2 separate regions of the Mus musculus genome follow, and region 2 is linked to region 1. Evidence: chromatin contacts called from public HiChIP or PLAC-seq data. All regions are on one chromosome and are shown on one strand. The core of a region is the stretch at or near the end of the contact, and the rest is flanking DNA. Distances in the headings are between cores, read along the strand shown.

Region 1 (7,308 bases), core at 2,181-4,680:
GGGAATCAGATCGACAGGGACTTAGCCACCTTGGGAAAAAAAAAATCTCTCAACCACCTGACCTCCTCCTTAGATTCACTGGTATAAGTGGTCTTACAAATCAGGAGGTGCTTTGACCTACTCTTTAGGTAACAAGGAGGCCCTGGTGTAGCTCTAGGGGAGCAATGTTGTATCTATGCCAATCATACTGGAATAGTTAAGGAGAACCTAAGCTTGGTAAGACAGGTTGAAAGAGAGAGCTAGATTGGCTAAACAAGGGTGATTAGAGTCCCTCTTCAACTGGTCACCCTGGGTCTTTAGTAACCGGGCTGAGAGGCCTTCTAATAGTTATTCTGTTGATAATGCTATGAACCCTGTTAAGGCCTAGGTAAATGTTACCTGGCTAGCCTGCCATCATAAGGAAACTTTCTCATAAGTTTCTGCTGTTACTAGGAAACTTTCTCATGTCCAAGTTGATTACATAGTCTGTTATGTTCTGTGCCCTTAGAAACCGATCATGATGGAAGTCACAACTGCTTTGTCTAGTTACCCACAGTAAGCTTGGATCCAAACAACCACCCAGCAGCACTTCTTGCCCCTGTGTATGAACTTTTATGGTATTTGCGCTTATAAGCTGCCACTGGCATGGACACCAACATAAGAGAGACACCTGCACTAATATAAGAAACCATTTGGAATAAGACTTCCATTTTGAGTAGGGGTTGAGTTAAGTTTAAGTTCCCAAGGCCTCCCTAGGAACTGACATCCTAGTTTCCAGAAAGAGACATGTACGTGGGAACGGCAAGTTAAGACATGAATGTTAGACAAGTCCTAGCCTGGTAGACAAGTTAAGACATGAATATTAAACAAGGCAGGTCCCCTGTCACAGCTGAATATTCCAACCAATGGGAACAGCATAAGAGTAACAAAGCCATGTTCCTACAGAAACCCCTATCCCTAAGTCTTGATTGGTGGAATAACTTGGCGCAGATGTTTGTATATCTCAGGCTTAAGAGCCTTGTAGGAACTTGGAGTCATGGTTCAGCTCTTGAGCCTGAATTGTGTCCCTTGTTGATCAGTCCTGGGCTGTGATATAAACTATCCCAAGTTGACTGAGATTGGTGTCTAAGTGATTTGTGCAGTGATTCCCAGACCCCAACACACCCTTTGCCTATAAAATTTCATTTCTCACTTTGTGCGAGTTAGGATAAATGTTGTTAAGCTCATGGTTCCAAAGACCCAATGTAACCCCTTATATACTGACCAAGAGTTATGACATCAAAGGTTTCATGCGTTACAAGGAAGAGGAAGAAATGTTGGGGGCCATAGCTACAGAGATTCCATCTTGTATATAGTCTCCATTTCATACTAAGCTAAATTCCCAGGAACAGCTCAAATGTTCTGGATAAATCCAAGCCACTGTATCCTGCTCCAAACATCACTGGCTGGCCTCAATCCAGGCCAAGCTATCAAGTAAACCACCCGAGACACTTATTATGCAGGAAGCCACCTAAAATACCAGGTGTGAAAAACCCAATGTATTCGTGAATCTGGTTGGATGCCCCCTACCCCACGTAGTCTGTGGAGTTTTGTCTTTAAAAGTTGTTCTGGGGCTGAAGAGATGGCTCAGCAGTTAAGAGCACTGACTGCTCTTCCAGAGATCCAGAGGTCCTGAGTTCAATTCCCAGCAACCACTGTAATGGGATGCCCTCTTCTGGTGTATCTGAAGACAGCTAGAATATATATAATCTTTTAAAAAGAAAAGAAAAAAGTACAGGAGCAAAAAGTTGTTCTGTTCTGCCCCTGACTGACATAGTTTTGGATCCTGAACCCCGCCGTCTCCCTGATATATCAGCCTTTGAATAAAGTTGAATAAAGAAACATTTTGCTGGCTCAAAACTTGGTTTTCATAGTGGATTATTCCCAAATTCTCAGACCCTAACAACGCAAACATTATTTTCATCATTATCCCTCCAATGAAATAAATTCTCTGCAGTAACCCTAACGACTCTTAGAAATCTTCCATTACCAGCAGGACTAATTTTTTCTCCTAACAGTTATTTTTTTTGCCAAGAGTCTTATTCAAGAACTAGTTAAAAATACCAGTGTTCCATCTTTCATAACCACTCTAATTTTTCCTAACGTATCCATCTATATGCAACTAATTCAAGTTACATCTCTAACTCCATTCCCATCAATCAACAACAAGAAGGTAGAAAACCAATTTGAAAATTGGAACGAACAGGCCGGGTGTGGCGATACACGCCTTTAATCCCAGCATTTAGGGGAGGCAGAGGCAGGCGGATCACCAAGTGAGTTTGAGGTCAGTCTCAGTAACAAGAGGGAGTTCTAAGACAGCCAGAGCTACACAGAGAAACTCTCAAAAAAACAAAACAAACAAAAAAAAAAAAAAACAAAAAACAACCAAAGCTTTACAGTACAATTTAGGTAATTTGATAATGAACAACCTAGGGGCTAATTGTTTTGATCTACATGATTGTTTGTGCCTCTAGCACAGGGGAAAACTCTTGGCTGCTGCTTGGGGCAGGGGTGGGGGCTGCCTTAGTGAGTGTGGTAGGGTAGGGTAGGGTATAACCGGCATTTGTGGATATATATTTTGCTTTAGGAAGCTAAGTGATAAAGAGAAATAATTGCCAACTCATGAGTAATTTGTAAATTGATGGAGCCCTGACCTCCCAGAACTAAGTTTTCTCAATCTGCATTTCATTGTCTCACATTTCACTGACTTTGTGTAATAAACAACACACTTAATGCGTGAATCCAGCTAGATGCAGGTTAGGAATACCGAATCCTAAAAGGGGGTGCTGGATTCGTAAAAAGTGTTTTAATTGTTATTTTTTTTCCCAAGAAGAGTAGGTTTGGACTGGGTAGTCTCTTAATAGAATACTTAAGAGCTTTCTGGTGCCGCAGGGATTTTTGCCAGATTGCGCATGCATGCAGTTGAACATCTCTGTACAGGCACTTCCCTAACTCTGAAAGCTTGCAACACACATTCCATCAGAAGGAAGGCCTGGATACAGTTGTCTGTATGCTGATGTGCAAAAAGAAAGGGTGTGCCCTGCGTCCAGTGTTAGCCAAGCACCCATCATTCATTCATTCATTCATTCATTCATTCATTCATTCATTCATTCATTCGATATTTATTATGTGTATTTTTCATTGCCAAGCTGCGTTGCTTGCCCGCCAGAGGTGCAGCTAGTGCGGTGCGCAGAGGCAAGAACTTCAGATTCCCAGGCCGGGGTCTTCCCTCCAGTGCAGCTCTGAGACAAAGAGATGCACCCCTACAGCTCCCAGGGCTGAGGGCTCCGCCCGCGGCCCCCAGGGTTTCAGAGCGACTGCTCCTTCACTCCCCGGCCGGAGGGGGCGCTGCAGCGCCGGCCCTCCGCCCGCCCCTGCGCGGCGCTCGGCTCGGCTCGGCGCTGGCGGGCGGCGCCGCGGTGGTACGTTCCCCTTCGCCGCCCGCCCCCTCCGCGGCGGCCCTCCCCGCCGGTGGTAGGTGCCGGAAGTGCCGCCATTTTGGGGTGTTCTGCTCTGGCGGCAGCGGCAGCGGCAGAGGCGGCGGCGGCGGCGGGACGCGGAGGCTCCCCCGGGATTCGGCCTCAGCAGCGAGGCAGCGGCGGCTGCGGAGGAGCAAGGCAGCAGCTGAGGCAGCGGCGGGCTCAGGTGCAGCCGCTGGTGAGTGCGGCGGCCGCAGGATAACGGGCCGCGGGATGAAGGGAGGGAAAGAGAGGGAGGCTGGAGGGAGGCGCCGCGGGGCGGGTCAGGTTCGGGCGGCTACGGGTCACAGGGCCCTCCGGGTGCGGTCGCTCCCGCTTCCCCGCACCCCGGGGACCAGGCCGCGGACTGCTCGGGACTCGGGGGCCCATTCGCGTCCGCCCGGCGCGTGCCCCTGCTCCCAGGGAGACCCGCCCTCCTCGTGGCCTGGCCCCGGCTCCCTTGCCCTTTGCCTCCACTCTCCCGGCCCCGAGGGCTTGCTTCCTGCACCGCACCCGAGTCCTCCTCTCCGGGTCCGCTGGGCGAGATCGCGGCTGTCTACCCGAGACGCCGCTTCCCTGACCCTGTCGCCCCACGTGTTCTTCGTGCCCACCCCCGGGGGTGTCCTAGATTCCCGCCCCTAGAAGGCAGCGCTCCTCTCGATCCTCCGGAGCTCTTGCAGTTCTCGCCCTGGGGCCGCTTTGGCTCGCCCTACCCCCCACATCAGGTGCTCGCTCGCCCAGTCAAGGCCTAGTAGCAGGGCTCGAATCTCGCACCCAGGAGCGGGGACGGCTCTGGAGGGTGCCTTCTTCGCTAGGTCCCAGGCTTTGGATTTAAAGTCGGTAGTGGTGTCTCGGTTGTGGTGGTTCTGACAGGATGTTGTTTTAATTTTCTCCGACCATTGCATATGCTTTTTAAGGAGCTTCTCATTGGTTTAGAGACTGATTCCGGGGAGAAAGTGTGAGATTTTGGTCAGAGCTTGGTTTAGCACAACAGAATCTCTTTCTGGTGCTCAGAGTTAATGCTGTATATAAAAGCTGTTGAACAGTTTTAAAGAGCATAGACTCTGTTGATAATGTCTGCATTGTTAGGAGGTTACAAACACCCTTTGCACACACTTAAAAGGAACTTAACCTTTAAAAGATCTCTTCTCTGTCTTCTAGTCTCTGAGTTGAAGAGGTTTGAATTGCACTTTTTCACTTTTTCCAGTTTGTTTCTTTTTAGATCCTTAGAATGACGGTGTCTTCAGATGGAATTGCTTAGAGTTCTTTTTGGTTTTGGCATTAACAAGTGTACTTGGAAAATCATGGAGGTTAGAATGGACCAACTGCAACGGCACTGATTTTTTTTTTCTCTCTATACTAGTTTTTATATTAGTAGTTTTATTGCCTGAGAGTGTGGTTTCTGATCATGACCTAGGGAGGATTGAAAGCCATGCTTATGGTAAAGCAAAGCTGGGATTTGCAGCTGTTACTTTAGCTGGCAAGCTTATGAGTTCTCTTGGTTTCTTCTTCTCCACCACCTGTTTCTCTTAAGAATGGCTCTTGGCTCCAGAGCCTACGTCTCCATCCTCTCATTCATTCTTACCCTTTGGGTTTTCTTTTCCCAAGGATCCATTAGCAAGAGGGGCTGTTACAGTTGAAAGGGTTGCTTTTTTTTTTTTCTTCAGTGCTTTGGCTTTCTCACAAAGGAAAGTGACTTATTTGCCCAAGGTTATTATAGCAAGTGCTTTTAAAACATCTCCCACCAAAGGTTTGCTTGCTTTGCCTTTGTAAAAAAAAATTCACAACACTATCACACTATCATGAGCAATGATGCAGATTTAAGATGTGATGGAATGGCAAGGGCTCTGGGCTTGAAGTTAGAAAATCTACACAATTTTCAAATCTTTTTGCAGTAGGTTACTAGTTGGTCAAGTCATTCTTTTATTATGATCCTTGTTTTAATCTCCACAATCCTCTAGAAATTGGTGTCCATTAGTGTTAGTTAACCAATGATTGTACCTGTGGGCTGCTGGGCAGATAGTGAAAATTGGAGCCAGAATGACTTATGTTCTAAAGATGTCTGCATACTTTTCTTGTTACAGAAGTTGCAGATTCATTATAAAACATACTGGTAATTCAAATGGGAAAAAAATCTTACCTTTCGGAGATTGTTGTTAAAATGGGTGTGTATGTGTACAACTTTACCCTGTGGGCCCCTCCAACCCCCCCAAGACAGGGTCTTCCTATGAAGTCCTCACTGGCCTACATCCCAAGTGCTGGGATTACGGTGTATACTGCCGCATCTTTCCAACTTTGTCTTCATCACTTTAGCCTTCTTTTGTCAGTGTGTGTTCTTTTGTGTTACTGGGAATGCAGCTCTTGGCCTCCCACAGTTGATAGGCATGCTGTCTTCCACTGAGTTTTTTCCCTAGTCCACATCCTTTTCTTTTTTTCCTAGGGGTAGGATCTTCATTTTCTACAGCTCAGGCTGACCTTGAAATTCCCTGTAATTCTACCTCAGTTTCCCAAGTGCTGGACTACTGGTCTATGCCACCATGCCTGTCTTGTACATGGTGGAGAAGCATTTATTATTTACCAAAGTAGACTTATCCTAATCAGCTTGGTTGTGTTGTCCCCTTCCCCCATCTTGAATTCCTGACCTCTTGCCCCGTCTCATAAGTTATAGAAAAACAAGTGTGTCACTACGCCTGGCTGTGATGTAGCTTTAATAGTAGGTGGTAGGCTTTACTAGCCATGTTTTATTCTTAAGTATATGGTGTTTCATCAGCTTGTTTGTATAACACATGCATACTGCCCAGGAGGGTCAGAAGAGAATGCTGGGACCCCCAGGAGTTGGAGTTAGAGAAATTGTAGGAGATGTGACTCGGATTCTCTGAGCCATCTCTCCAGCTCCCAGCCACACTTTAAATAATTTTAAGTAATGATCTGTAGTATAGTTTCTGCTCACAAGAGATAGGCCAGTAGATCCTCCACTCAGCATAGGAGCAGAAGAATCCCTCATTTAAAGATGTGGGTCAGAAGAAAGAGTAAGACAGGAAATTAACAGAGACCTATTGTATATATGTCCACTTTGTGTGTGTGTGTGTGTGTATGCTCTAATAAGAAGTAGGTTGTAGATGGTAGCAGTAGTGGATACCTTGGGGGAAAGACAGCTCTCACCTAGAGGAAGCAAGAGCATAGGCTTCTCTGTGCAGGGATTTTGGTCTTCCCAACAGATAGATCTGTACCCCCTGCCTCCCTGAGACAGGGAGGGTTTGTGTATAGCCCTGGCTGTCCTTAAACTCCCAGAGATCCTCTTGCCTCTGCCTTCAGAATGCTGGGATCAAAGGTGTGTGCTACCACCCAGCTAGCTCTGTACTCTGTAAACCAGCAAGTAATAGGATTTGATTAAGTTCTTTCATCTGCCTTGTAAAAAAGTGCTTTTTTAAAAATACAATTCATACACCATATAATTTATCCATTTAAGGTATACAAGTCAGTGGCTTTAAATTTAGAATTACTGGTTTTTGTTGTTGACAGTAGCCTGGCTATGTCGCCCTGGCCAGCCTCAAACTTACTATTGTAGACTGGGCTGGTCTGCCTTCCAAGTACTGGTACTAACAGAAATGTGTCACATGCCTGGCCTGTTTTTGTTTTTATTTCTTTTCCTTACAGGTTTACTATCCCATATTCTAAATGCTTGAGTCCAGAGGTGCTCTGAGGTTTAAGACCTTTGTTTTTATTTTTCTGAGACAATGTCTCACTATGTAGTTCAAACCAGCTAAGTAGACCAGGCTGCCTCAAACTCAGAGATCTACCTGCCTCTGCCAAATATTAGGATTAAAATCAA
Region 2 (7,308 bases), core at 2,811-5,310, 50 kb after region 1:
AACAGCTCATACTGGAATTTTATTCTTGCTTTCATCCGTCTTGGTTTCAGCAACAGTGTTTTTACCCTTTGGCACTAGGGATTGAAGCCGTGTTGTTATACATACATGCTAGGTAAGTCTGCCACTGACTTAAGCCCCTAGGCCTTAAGGAGGTGAGGGAATAGAGAGTTAGCTTGCATTAAGCTTTCCTTCCCTATGGTTTGAATTTGTGTCCCTAATAGACACCCTAATAGACAGGTGGTTTGGTTTTTGTGTTTTTTGTTTTTTGTTTTTTTTTTAATGATCACTACTGGCTTTTGTTTTTTTGTTTCATTAGAAAGGTCAGTAGATTAGTGGGGCACATGTTTAATCCCAATACTTTCAAGGCAGAAGCAGGTGGAGCTCTGAGTTTTGAGGCCAGGCTAGTCTACAGATCAAGTTCTAGGACAGCCAGGGCTACATGGTAAGGGGTGTGTGTGTGTGCAGAATATTACTATTATTATATAATATAATATATAATATTACTGTTCCTTTTAATTTCTAGTAAAGATTCAGAAGAGTAAACATATTTTGCCTGTGTCCACCTAGTGAGTGATACTAACCCAGGGTTTTAAAAGGCCTGTCTGATGAGCGACTGATTTATTGCTTTATCCTTAGCACGTCTAAAAAGAACAGGGCCAGTGTGGCAGAAGTAGTTGGTCAGTAGCAGGGTTTAGATGGCCAGTTTCTCCAACAGCCTGCTTCTCTTGGTCTTACTTCTTTCTGTTCAAATCACACAGGACAGGTGTGAGTAATAGCAAATTGTTCCTTCTTTTGTGACTGTTATGGGATTAATTTGAACCCTGTTTATTGCAGTCTTCAAACACATGGAGACTAAGTTTAAACCCAAGGCCAACAATTAGCTCTTTAAAAGTGTTTTCACCACATGAGGTGAGGTAGGCTTCTTGGTTACTTTTTGTTGTTGTTGTTGCTGTTGTTTTGTTTTGCCTATTTGCTTTTTCCTTCAGGTAATTTTAGATCTGTGGGGCCTTAAATCTGATTTATAGGGAGGACTTTGGATGATGTGAAACAAGTTTGTGTTTCTTCTGCTTTGTTGGCTACACTATCTTCATGAATCTGACACACTATTTATCTGACAGTGCACTTAGTACTGCTTCGCCAGGGAAAATCACACAAAACAAGCCTGGTGCATCAGCACTTTCATTGTGTGCTGAGCTGAGCCTCCCTTCACATGGTCGCATCCCCATTTCAGTCCAATACTCCCTTTCCCAGCCCCTTCCCCAGACCTGCCTCTTTCTGTGGCACTTACTGCTGGTTTCCCTGAGCTCCGTTTCCACTTTGTGTTTTTTGTGGGGCCCAGGAAGCTAAAGCTGTGTATATTTGTGGATCAGACAAGTGCAGCAAGTTATTATCATTGGCTTCTGAAGGGGAGAGTGAGGTGATGGCTGCGTTTAAGTTGGATTTCCTTCCAGAAATGATGGTGGATCATTGCTCTTTGAATTCCAGTCCTGTGTAAGTATTTTTGTTGTCCTATTTTTATCATAAGCAGAGGGAACTGGGCTGTTATTATTATTTGGTGAAACCGGTCCCTTAAAAGAAACTTCTTTAGAAAGTCTACATTTGATTTTAATTACTTAGTCTAATTCTTATAACTGCTAATTGCTTCCAGGATGAAACTAAGTTCTTTGCATGAGGGTACACTTGATATATGACTAGCAACATTAGTTCAAGTGTACTGGCTCCCATCTCTTAAAACTGTAGTGTTTAGCCATACGACAGATTCCAAGGTGTTTTTTAAACTGGCTTTACTGCTTTGAGTGGGTATGCAATAGTTAAATAATCCTTTGGGAATTAAATATTTTGTTATTGTTTTTGTTTTTATTTACTTACTTTTTATTTTTTTTGAGACAGGGTCTTGTGTAACCCAGGCTGGTCTGGAACTCCCTCTATAGCCGAAGATGACCTTGAACTCCTGATCCTTCTGCTTCTACTTCTTGGGTGCTGGGATTGCAGGCATGAGCCACAAAGCTCAGTTTGCCAGACATAGAACCCAGGGCTTTTGTGTATATTAGGAAAACACTGTCATCCTCAGACCTGATTGCTATTTTTTGAGATAGTTTCCCTATATAGCTCGACTGGCCTCATGATCCTCTGTCACATCTGCTGAGGTGCTATGTTTGTATACAAGTGTAACTATACCCCACTACACTAGTTTTTAACTATTATATATTCTTAAGCTCTTGTCACAGAGAACACTGGTAGTTATGAATATTACTTAGTATTACATGTAGTGTATTTTGCATTCATACAGTATATTATGAAGATAATTCTGAACTTTCATTTTCTTCTATCTTCTTGCTAATTGAAATACAATTCAGCATGTAATTTCAATAATATTAGCATATCCTCATCATTAAAAAAACAATCAGTAAAACAAAATTATATCATTTTTGATAGGCAGTTTGCTCAAATAAATTGTGGTTGCAGGAATGCTAGCTAGGCAAAATGTTAACCTGACCCTGAGTTGGGGCTATAGGGAACCTGAGTTCTGGACTTGGTAGAGAAGGATCCCATTTACAGCCTCCACTTCTACATCAGACCTCAGTTGTGTATTATTTGTTATTTTAATCAGTGTCCTTGGTTTTATCCACTTTACTAAGTTCAAAATACCCTGAAACATCAAGTAAATGCACCTTTATTGAAAACCAAGAGTGTTAAGTGGGAGAACGTTCCCTAGGTGGGAATCTTTAAAGTTTGGCCTCTCTGTTCAAATCACACAGGACAGGTGTGAGTAATAGCAAATGTTTTGTGAGATAGTTTTGAGAGCTTTGAAGTTAGCCACATTACTCTGTTAAAATGGTTTGTATGCCTTCTCTGTAGTCCTCCAGATAGTAATTTAAATTTGCTTTTTAAAAATGACAGTTCTTTGCTACCAAATATTTTTAGCAATAGTTAAAAGGATGATTTACAGTGTTATCAAGATTTAGCACACGAAGTGTGCCTGTATCTCAGAATATATGATGGCTAAGATTGGAGTTTGTGGCTCAGATTGTCTTTGTGTTCTAAGCAGTTTCCTTCTGTGTAGCTGTTGCCTTTGTTGAGCCTCCTAGTGTGTTCCTCCTCCCTCCTTTGGCCTTTTCTTTTTGTGCTAGAAATCAGCTCACTGAGCAGACAAACGTTCTGAGGTCACTCCAGCCAGACGGCCTCTCCTCCCTCCCCTTTTTTTCCTTCTCTACTTTCTACATAAAGGGTCTCATGTATCCCAGGCTGGCCTCTTAAATCGATGTGACTGTCATTTGCTTCTACTTCCAGCTTATATAAAATTTATGCTGGGATTCAAACTTGGGGTTTCCAAGCACTCTACCTATTGAGCTACCAACCTCAGCCCAGTTCCTTTAGTTGTCTAAGATGTTAAACTAACCCACGATTCTATCTATGACATCTGTGACAGAACCATTGCATGGACATCACTGGGAATTTTAAAATCCGGGTTAATTTTTATGTTAAAGTAAGGTTCAAGACTGTATTTTAAGTATAATGTGTAGTTTTTAAATGTACATTGAAGTTTGAAATAAATGGATTTACTGTGGGTATTTTGAATTAGCCAGAGGTTGTCATGTCTAATATCCAAAATTATTTGCATCTGTTTTTGTGGTCTGTCTTCAGCAAAGCTTTATAAGGCTAACTGCTTTGGTTTTTGCCCCTATTCTACAGACGAGGAGCTCAGTTGAGAGAGGTCAGGACTTGCTTGCTGAAGACAAATGATGTCAATCTTGAACACAACACTCTTTTTTGGAGGGGGTGGTTAGATCAGGTATCAGTGAGTAGCATATACTTCATGTCACTAGATCCCACTCCCATATGAATGGTACATATGATAGAATGGAACTTATAAAGAAGGGTGTGTGACTAAAATTATTTTGTCTAGGAATGTGATTGATCAGTATATCATTTTTCAAAAACAAAATTTTTTTTAGCAACACAGAAGTGATGAAAGAGTCCCAAAAGCCTCAGGGAGGCCAGATACCCTGTTTCCTGTTCTGCTCATGTCTCTCTGCTTCTTCCCTTTGGTCATGGTGAAATCTCCCGGTAGCTCTTTTCATTTGCTTACACTTCAAGAAACGGAGTTCAAAGAGCCCTGAGCCTCTGGCTCTCTCACTGATTAATCTCTTTTCTTAGCTTCTATGTTTCTCAGGACTCTCTACATTCTTTAACTGCCCTCAGTCCCCTAACTTGATTCTAAACCTGTCTATTAGATATCTTTGTTTGATGTCTTCCTTACAGAAAAACAATTTCCCAAATTGTGTACATTAGAATCCATGACTCCATTTTTTTCCCTCACCCAGAGTTCCTAAAGCTCCTCGTCCTACTGAATCATGATGTAAAGGTGAGAATGGCAGCACCTTTATAGAGATTCCCCCTGGTTTCCATAGTCTCTCTCCACCCTAATTTATTTCTTCTAAATTATTCCCAGGATTTTTCTTTTGATATATGTATGCGTGCACACATTTGGAAGTGGGGTGTGCAAGGCCCACTTTGTAGCCCAGGTTGTCCTGAAATTCACTATGTAGACACGGCTAGCCTTGAACTCATATGTACCTACCTGCCTGCCTGCCTGCCTCTGCCTCAGGAGTGCTGTCATTAAAGGCTTGCACTGCCGTGCCTGGCTCATTTTGTTTCTATTTTTGAGACTGTCAGCTTAAGCCCAGGTTGGTCTTAAGCTCATGATGCACTCACCTTGACTTGCCAGGTCCTGGGGTTACAGTTGTGCACAGTTTCAGCTGGCTTGCCAAGGACTTTTTTTTAAAAGAAAAGTCTGATCATTTTCTTAATTCTTAATTAAGACTTAGGATAGCAGAGAATGGTCGTACATATCTGTAATCCTAGCAGTTGGAAGCTAAAGACTAGAGAGAGAAATGGGAGTTCAGAATAATTCTCAGCAACATAGGGAGTCCAAGGCCTGCCTATATATGTGTAACTCTGTCTTAAAAGCAAAAGGAAGGGAAGACAAAGGATTTCTTAGATTGAAATAAACACCAAGCTCTTTGTGTATCACAGAAAATTCATCTTCTGAGTCTGTCAAAGTTACCTCTTTATCTATCTTGGTTCCTAATCATTTCACTTCCTTCTGGTCTATTAACTCTCCCCCCCCCCCAGACAGGGTTTCTCTGTAGTCCTGGCTGTCCTGGAACTCACTTTGTAGACCAAGCTGGCTTCGAACTCAGAAATCCGCCTGTCTCTGCCTCCCGAGTGCTGGGACTAAAGGCATGCGCCACCACGCCTGGCTGGTCTATTAATTTCTGTTCTCTAACTCCCATGTGCATTTTCTTTCTTTCTAAAGTTCGCTATTCTTTTCTCTGTCCTTCATGGCTCTTAGGTGTTCAGTCCTATATGCCATGTATCATTTCTCCTAGTTCATCTCAAATCCTTGGCCTATGCCCCTTTTCCAAATCAAGCCATGTCATTAGCCACATCTTCTGTTTTGTTTTTGGTTTTGTTTTGTTTTGAGACAGTATCTCATAAGGTAGATACTGGCCTGGAACTCACAGAGGTCTGCCTCCTGCTTTGATAGTGCTGGAATTGAAGGTATGCTTAGCCACCATACCAAGTAACACAGAATTTTTATATTTGCTAAATAATTTGTTGAGTGTAGTGTTTTCACTTGTTTAGTATTACTTTCTGAGGCAGATTGTTGCTCAGTCTTTCATAGAACCATATGATGGTGGTGTTGGTATTCTGACACCATAGTAAGAACGTGTTTGTTTGTTTGTTTGTTTTTGTTTTTGTTTTGTTTTTGAGGGTGGCAGCTAGAGGGAGATCTTACAAAATCAAAACCTTGACATTTTCTCCAAACTTGAGGGAAGAAGAGGTCTGCTTCTAAATTATATTTAGTATCTAGTGACAGGTCTCCCTTTATCCAAACTAAAATTATTTCCATACATCATATACATTTTCTGTCTTGTTCTCACAAGAAAAATACCTGGTCAGCAACACAGACTCCTTTTTCTGAGCCCTTTAAATTTACATGAATTCTCTTTCTACCTTCCTTTCCATAGCACAGTATATGCTAGGGACTTGTTGAAACTGGGAGGTAGCTAACTTTATGTGAATTTATATTTGCTAAAAAGGTAAATGGGTGGGTAACTGGAAATTTTTCTATTTGTATAATGAGCAAAGAGGAAATCAACTACTAATGACAGGTGAGTGACAAAATAATGAAAACTTTTGACAGTTATTGAGGGCTGTATGTATGTGTGTGAGCACAGGGTTGTATTTGGCTGTGCATACTGTTTGGGTGCATGTAGAGGCCAGAGATTGATGCCAAGATGTCTTCCTCTCTTTTGCTGATTCTGAAGCTCAGTGTTTGAGCTAGAGTGACTGACCAGTGAGATCTGTCTGTCTGCTCCCCAGTGCTGGGTCACAGAGTGCTCCCCAAAACCCATCTCTTTAAATGAGTATGGGAATCTGAACTCAGGTTTCCATGCCCACACAACACGCACATTGCTTACTGGGCCTTTTCTTCTTTTTCAGTCATGCTAGGGATTGAATCCTGGTTTATAGCATGCTAGATGAATATTCTACCTGGAGGTATTAACCTACAGGGAAACTTAACTTTTTCCTCTCCCTTTCCCCTTTCCCCCCTTTTCCCATGTCTCCCCCCTTCCTCTCTTCCTCTCCCTCTTCCTCCTCTTCCTCCTCCTCCTCCTGTCTGTCTGTCTGTCTGTCTGTCTGTCTGTCGGAACCATACCCTGGTCTACAGAGTGAGTTCTAGGACAGCCAGGGCTACACAGAGAAACCCTGTCTCCAAAAACAAAAACAAAAATAAGACAAAAACAATTCTGTCTTATTCATTATACAATGCTTTTGTTATTTATCAATGTATACCATGTCTAACAGTATGTTGACCTATATAAGTGCCAAGTAAATATTGGAAGCAGGAATGAGTCACTGAATAGTTGTAGCTCATGATATCTAGAGCATGTTGAGTCTGTCTGAAAATTTGAACCATCTAAGTAGTACTTTTCAACTGGTAGACTACCTCATTCTTTACGCCGTGGTAAAATATTTCCTTATAAGAAATTAGATATGGCCAGTCAATGGTCTCAGCACTTGCTAAGCAGAGGCAAGAGGATCTTTTTGAGTTCCAAGACAGCCAGGGCTACACAGAGAAACACCATGCAGGGGAAGGGGGGGTGTTAAATTAAATAAATAATGAGGTATGTAAGCTTATTTTGTATTTGTCATTATTAGCAGTTTTAATCCATGATTGCTTAATTTCAATTTCTGTGAATAGGGAATTCTAAAAAGTTTAATTAAAAGTTGGCTCTG

What was found. HiChIP or PLAC-seq counts read pairs in DNA pulled down with a chosen protein or histone mark.
Region 2: a contact with region 1 is called in an H3K4me3 HiChIP or PLAC-seq map of bone marrow-derived macrophages, with 2.7 times the contacts expected there. The contact joins the enhancer-like site here to the promoter of Celf1 in region 1. A contact is called at or near these places in 13 of 39 promoter capture datasets (the 3T3-L1 cell line, 3T3-L1-derived adipocytes, the C10 cell line and 7 more), 34 of 484 Hi-C or Micro-C datasets (the AML12 cell line, the C2C12 cell line, CD4 T cells and 25 more), 14 of 115 datasets of contacts at active chromatin or transcription factors (the HPC-7 cell line, the NIH/3T3 cell line, the SCID.adh cell line and 8 more) and 4 of 9 other capture datasets (adipose tissue, liver, macrophages and 1 more).

Annotation. Positions count from the first base shown.
Region 1 is chr2:90,936,967-90,944,274 of GRCm38.p6, forward strand. It overlaps Celf1 (CUGBP, Elav-like family member 1), which reads left to right and starts at 3,431. Exons shown (of 14, transcript NM_198683.2): 1 at 3,431-3,675.
Region 2 is chr2:90,986,326-90,993,633 of GRCm38.p6, forward strand. The region is part of intron 1 of Celf1 (CUGBP, Elav-like family member 1); the gene reads left to right. Among named protein-coding and RNA genes, the nearest start is that of Gm13777, 41 kb to the right of the region's middle. Within about 2 kb of position 4,061, at least 7 of the 459 cell types and tissues checked have an H3K27ac peak or open chromatin away from gene starts, as enhancers often do. A contact at or near this core is called in bone marrow-derived macrophages and rod photoreceptor, where this site is marked.